2 separate regions of the Cricetulus griseus genome follow, and region 2 is linked to region 1. Evidence: chromatin contacts called from public Micro-C data. All regions are on one chromosome and are shown on one strand. Each heading gives the region's core, a stretch centred on a gene start, on an enhancer-like site or on the middle of the called end of the contact. The rest is flanking DNA. Distances are from core to core; before and after follow the strand shown.

Evidence for each region. A called contact is a pair of places that touch in the nucleus more often than the background predicts.
Region 2: a contact with region 1 is called in a Micro-C map of the CHO-K1 cell line, with 3 times the contacts expected there. The contact joins the enhancer-like site here to the promoter of Plxnd1 in region 1. A contact is called at or near these places in 5 of 8 Hi-C or Micro-C datasets (the CHK-Q cell line, the CHL-YN cell line, the CHO-K1 cell line and 1 more).

What each region holds. Positions count from the first base shown.
Region 1 is chr8:28,869,910-28,872,609 of CriGri-PICRH-1.0, reverse strand. Plxnd1 (plexin-D1) reads right to left here and starts at 1,328. Exons shown (of 36, transcript XM_027429191.2): 1 at 1-1,328. The coding sequence starts at 1,313.
Region 2 is chr8:28,962,030-28,964,997 of CriGri-PICRH-1.0, reverse strand. Ift122 (intraflagellar transport protein 122 homolog) reads left to right here. Exons shown (of 30, transcript XM_027429183.2): 17 at 1,032-1,085. Among named protein-coding and RNA genes, the nearest start is that of Rho, 29 kb to the right of the region's middle. Within about 2 kb of position 1,502, at least 1 of the 6 cell types and tissues checked has open chromatin away from gene starts, as enhancers often do. A contact at or near this core is called in the CHO-K1 cell line, where this site is marked.

The DNA of each region.
Region 1 (2,700 bases), core at 79-2,578:
ATGTTACGTCTGTTCTCACAGGACGGCCCGGTGCCCTGCACAACACTGTCCAGTACGGCCACCACGTCGGGTGCCGGCTCCACGAAGCAGGCGGTGCGCGCCGCGCGGATGGCTGTCTGCACGTCGGCGAAGCGGAAGACGCAGAGTGCGGCCGGGGCGTTGCGGGCACCTGGGGCGCCCTGGGGCCGCTCGAAGACGGCGAAGAGCAGGTCGCGCGCGGGGAAGACAGACACGAGGCGGCTGTAGAGGTCGCCGCGGCCCGCGCTGCCCGCACACTGCAAGCCCAGCTGGATGTAGGACTCCGTAAGCTTCTTGGCGTCGCCGCCCGCGCCGCGGGGCAGGCAGATGCGCGCCAGCAGGCTGCGCGCCTGGCTGTCCTTGTCGCCCGCACGCGCCTCGCTGTTGAGCGCCAGGTACGCGTAGGGCTGCGCGCGGCGCGGAGGCGCCGCCGGGTGCAAGAAGGCGCTCACGAAGCCCAGCTTGTACTGTTCCTTGGCGCCCTGCTTGATCTTCAGGATGTTGTCGTCGGACGGGTTGAGGTCGAAGGTGAAGAGCTTGGCCAAGTTTCCACGAGCGTCCAGGGAGCGGATGGCGATCTCGGGCGTGTTCTCGAAGCGGTGGTCTTCCAGGCTACGGTTGCGCGGGAAGAAGACGCTGCCGTAGCCGGTGTACGTGGCGCCTACAAGCAGACGGCTGCCCCCCGTGCCCGCGGCCGGCGGCAGCACCAGCCCCACGGTGGATGCATTGGGGTGGTTGGCGGCCACGTTGAGCATACTGGGGAACACGGCGACCGGCTCGGCGGGCGGCGCGGCAGGCGGGAAGCGCACAGCCAGGGCCGAGATGTTGCCCCGGCGCCGCAGCTGGCACAGACCCTGGTAGATGGAGCCGCACGCGACCACCAGACCCTGGCCCGGGTCCAGCTGCAGGATTTTGTTGTAGTTGTCGGTGAGACGCCGCGGGTGCTCGCATGAGGCCTGCGGGAGCTGCGGGGCGTGACACAGCGGGCTGTCCGGCACGGGGCCCACGGTCGCCTCTGCCTCCAAGCTCAGGTTGGCGCTCGACAGCTGGTACAGGCGGTTCACCGCCGCCAGGTACACGGTGCCCGCCGCGCCGTCCAGGGCGAAGTTGTTGGTGGGCGTGGGCGAAGGGAAGCGGCGCTGGATCTCCAGGGCGCCGGCCCGCGCCGCTCCGAGCAGCAGCAGCAGAGGCAGCGGCGGCAGACCCGGGCCCCGCGAGTGCGAGCGCGGAGGCAAGGGGACGGCCGCAGCGGCCCGGGCGCTAGGGGGTGCGCCGCCCGCGGCGCGACGAGCCATCCAGGCGAGCGCGGGCGCGCGGCGCGGCGAGTGCATGGGGCGCGGCGCGGCCGGGAGCCGGGAGCTCGGAGGCGGCGAGAGGCGGGGGGCGGGCCCGGGCCGCGAGGCGCTTCCTGCCCGCGCCTGCCGCCCCCGGCCCCGGCGCCCCGGCCCGACTCTGGCGCGCCGCACGGCCCGGGGGCGGCTCCGCCGAGACCACGCCCCCAGCCCAGTTCCCCGCCCCAGCCGCTTGGCCCACACCCTTTCGCCCCGGGCCACGCCCCTGGGCCCCGCCCCATCCCCGGCTCACGGTCTGGGGTCGCCGCAGACCGCCGGCCGAAGCTCTCTCCCAGCGGTCGCAAGTTGCCTGCCTCTTTCCTGGTTCCTGGCCACCTGGAAGGTCTTGCTCACATTTGTTTGTTATCTTTCCTGTCTTTCTCCTCTTCCTGGTCCTTTCTCCTTCTGTTTCTGATCGCCGGTTTGTCTTCCACCGCCGCGCGGAGTTTCGCTCTTTCAGTCTCTCCGACTCCCCTACTTCGCTCCTGTCAACTCCGCCCCGTGCCTCTCCCGCGTCACTCCCTCTCCCTCAACTGCGTTTTTTTCTGTTCCCGCAGCTCTCCCTCCCCACTGTCTTCCTTCCCTTGTCCCCTGAAGCCCTCCATTTCTCCTCCACCGCCTGCTGCTTCTGGTTACAGCCCCTCCTCACATGCTGCTCCCCAAGCCTCACTCTAAAAGCCAGCCGGACTAAGGGACATCAAGCCCCGAGACCCCATGATCTGTCCCCCCAAACTGTCCCGTAAAGGGACTTCGCAAGCAGCAGGCTCTGCAGAACAAGCTTGGCAATGAATCCACAGCAAAAGTAGAAAATACATCAAGAGGAAGTATGTCCCTCTTACTATACCATGGGGCAGGCTGGGCTGAGCACGACATCACACCACAGGGCATTGGTCTCTGTGTGGAGCCAGACCCTGTGGACCCCCAGGCCCCTGCCCTTAGTCCAGGGTTCTGAGAAGACCATAAGTCGTCCCACATATGACCTGGCACTGGGCACCGGTCTCCTTTGACCCACAAAGGAATAGGTAGTCCCTGGGATAGACGCAGGTAGTGGTATCCTAATCCAGCCCCATGTGATGCCCTCCACAGCATGGTGATGCCCACATAGGACCATGCCAAGTGCCAACCTCCTCAGAAATACTCAACCCATTTTACATACATGGAAACTGAGGCCCCAGAAGTGAAGCCCAAGATCCACAGCTAAGGGGGAAGTTGGGGCACAGTTCCATTGTTTGAAGGCACAGTCCTTCAGCTACAGGTTCTCAGTCAGGATCTCCTATCAGCTTGCAGCTGTCACTTAAGGCTGATGGCCCTTACGCAGAGGGTGACCTCTCCTGCCTTGCTCCCACTTGAT
Region 2 (2,968 bases), core at 253-2,752, 92 kb before region 1:
TGAACCCCTGAACTAGGAAGGGGGACAGAAGCCAAGTGAAATTCCTGTGTCCCTAGCCTTTGAATAGATCCTGGCCCTGTAGGGTGAGAGGATGAAATCACCCTGTGGTCATCTGTGAGGCAGCCGGAAGCCAGATGACTTGATCACCCCCACCCTACCCGATTCTTCTAGCACAGAGGGTGCCTTGCAGTGGCCAACGGCTGTTGTGCATTCTAGACCATAATGGCCCAGGAGCTGCTGCTCAGGGCATGTGTCAGTCCATTTTACATGGGCAATGCAGGAAGCACAGCTGGGCAGAAATGTTGCCAGCAGAGCACGTGAAGGTCAGTTCCCCTAAGCCCCTTGTGGTACCTGAAAGCAGCCAAAGGCTCTTCCTTGGCACCAGTCTGCCTGGCCTCACAACCTTCCAGAAATCCATGCATTAGAAATCTACCTCTACCGTGAGTCTAAGCAGACGATGCATGTTCAGGGTTAACACGCAAGTTTGCTTTCTAGAGACTGCGAGATTATTCCCTGCTGTCCTCCTTCAGAACCATTCTTCTTTCCTGACCTTTTCCCTCCTCCTCTCCTTCCCTTCAAACTGTGTGCCCCGAAATGCAAAGCACCATTGGGTTAGCAGAGTTGTCTTCTGCTTCCCATCCAAGACACAGGGACAAGCGTGCGGGCTCTTGTCTCCGTGTCTTGCCTACTCTGCAGATGCCATTGACTGGAATCAGCCCAGCCTGCCTTTCCATTATGAGCAGTGTCTGGCAAGGGCTTTCACTGCAGACTACAGGATCATAGTTCTGTTTTACCTAATCCCAAAATGATTGATGCTCCCAGGACTTTCTTTACAGTTCTTTGTAAGGACTAATCCTTGAAATGAAGACAGCCTGCGCCTCGCTGGGTGGCACACCTCCCAAGCACACAATGATGAATCAGACTTCCCTTCCCTGCTTGCCGGCTCTCTTTCTAGAGCTTGATGTGCCCCCACCCCACCAGCCTGTGGAGAACAAGTAGGCAGCTGACTCTATTCTTTTCCCTTTCCATAGGCTTTCACCAGAGTCCAGGACCTTCGATACCTAGAGCTGATCAGCAGTATTGAGGTAACTGATGAACCCTCTTCCTTCTCAGGATGCAGTGGCCAGTAGTCCCAACGACATGGGGACACAGGCCTGTAATCTGTTGTGGGAGATAGAGTGGCCACATAGAGACAACAGCCCCTTAGTCACTTGGTAGAGGCAGAAGGCTTGGATCTCTTTTAGTATTTGGTTCCTTGTTACTAAAATGGGGTCTAGCAATAGTGGGGCTCACCTTTAATCCCGTCACTCGGGAAGCAGAGGCAGGTGGATCTCTGTGAGTTTGAGGCCAGCCTGATCTACAGAGTGAGTTCCAGGACAGCCAGGGATAACACAGAAAAACCCTGTCTTGAAAAAACAAGATGAGATCTATCCTTCCCCGGAGGAGTTTGAGGCAGAGTCAGGCTCTTGGAATGTGATACCCTTCTCTGGGATGACTGTTCCCATTCTCCTGGACTCAAGTAATCTGCCAGCGGTTGAAGCATTTCCTAAATGCTCCTAAGCTGCTCTGAGACCTATCAAGCCATCCTCCTGCCCAGAAGGCCTGTGATGGGCTAAAGAATTTGGTTCTGACTGTACCAATTATGGGTGATGGAAGACACTATTTTTAATTTCTGTGTATCGCAGTGCTGTCTGACTGTCTGTAAAAAGGCATACATATTTTTTTCTCCTGAACAGATTTATTGTAAGGCTAAGGGAATGTGAGACACATTTGAGCTCTCAGTTGGAAGCAGTAAGGAAATTGCAAATGTCTTGCCCCTCTAACTCAGTTCAGCAGAGTAAACACTTGTCGTGGGCCTCAGCCTTGTGCAGGACCCAGCCTTGTGCAGGAACCAGCTTTGTGTTGGACCCAGCCTTGTGCAGGACCCAGCCTTGTGCAGGACCCAGCCTTGTGTGGGGGGACCAGCAAATAGAGCTGAGACAAGGGGAGGCTATAATATCCAGTCTATTCGTGTGCAACCGAAGTATGACCTACAATGCACAAGATCCATAGTGTGATGAGGCAGGTGCTGTTGTGATCAACCCTGTTCTGTGGGTGAGGAAAGGAAAGTTAGGAGAGGATGGGGCATATCCTCGAGGGCCATATTCAAATTCTCAGTTGAAACTCAGACTTAGTCCCCACTTTTCCTTAAGCTCTGCCGCTTTTACTTTGTGAGCCCTCCCTACCTCCTTGTCCAGCAGGTCATCTATTGTCAGTGTCTTCCCACACAGGTGGGCAAGGGCTGGTTGGGTGCCGTTGTCCCCGGCTGCTGTCTCTCAGGGCGGGTGCTTGGTGTTGCCAACTGGGCCCTTGGAATCTTCATCCAAAGCCACAGAACCTCACTTTTCTTTGCTCAAAAGTAGCTGGCCTCTGTGAGCTCTGATCTTATCCCTTGTCATGTCTTACTCAGTTCCAAAGGTCTGCCCCTGCTAGTGATCTGAGGACTGTGCTAATGGCACCGTCTCAGGGAAAAGCAGAGTGTGCTCAACTAATCCCTTGTGACTGTCCTGAGGCCTCGGCTTCTGGCTTCCAGGTGGCCAGCATTAACCAGGGAGCTGTGTGCCTCAGAGGGTTCCTGTTGAATAACTGGCATGATAGCATGGTGGCAGAATAATCTGCTCATGGTGACAGTCCCACTTATGAGGACAGCCTGGTCTACAAAGCTACACAGAGAAACCGTGTCTCGGGGGAGAGAAAAAAAAAAAAAAACAAAAAAAAAAAAACGGAAAAAATGTTGGCTTATTTGGTTGATTAGCCTGCACTATGTGAAGGTTTAAAAATTATTTCTGTCACTAGTGAGGCATGTTGTCTCCAGCTGCTGAGACTTCCACCAGCTTGTCTAGGAGTTTGATTCTGTGTCTCATCTTCCTCCAGTGTGATCCTCTTGATAGAAAACAAGCAAAAGGCAACTGCTGGGGCTGAGGGACTG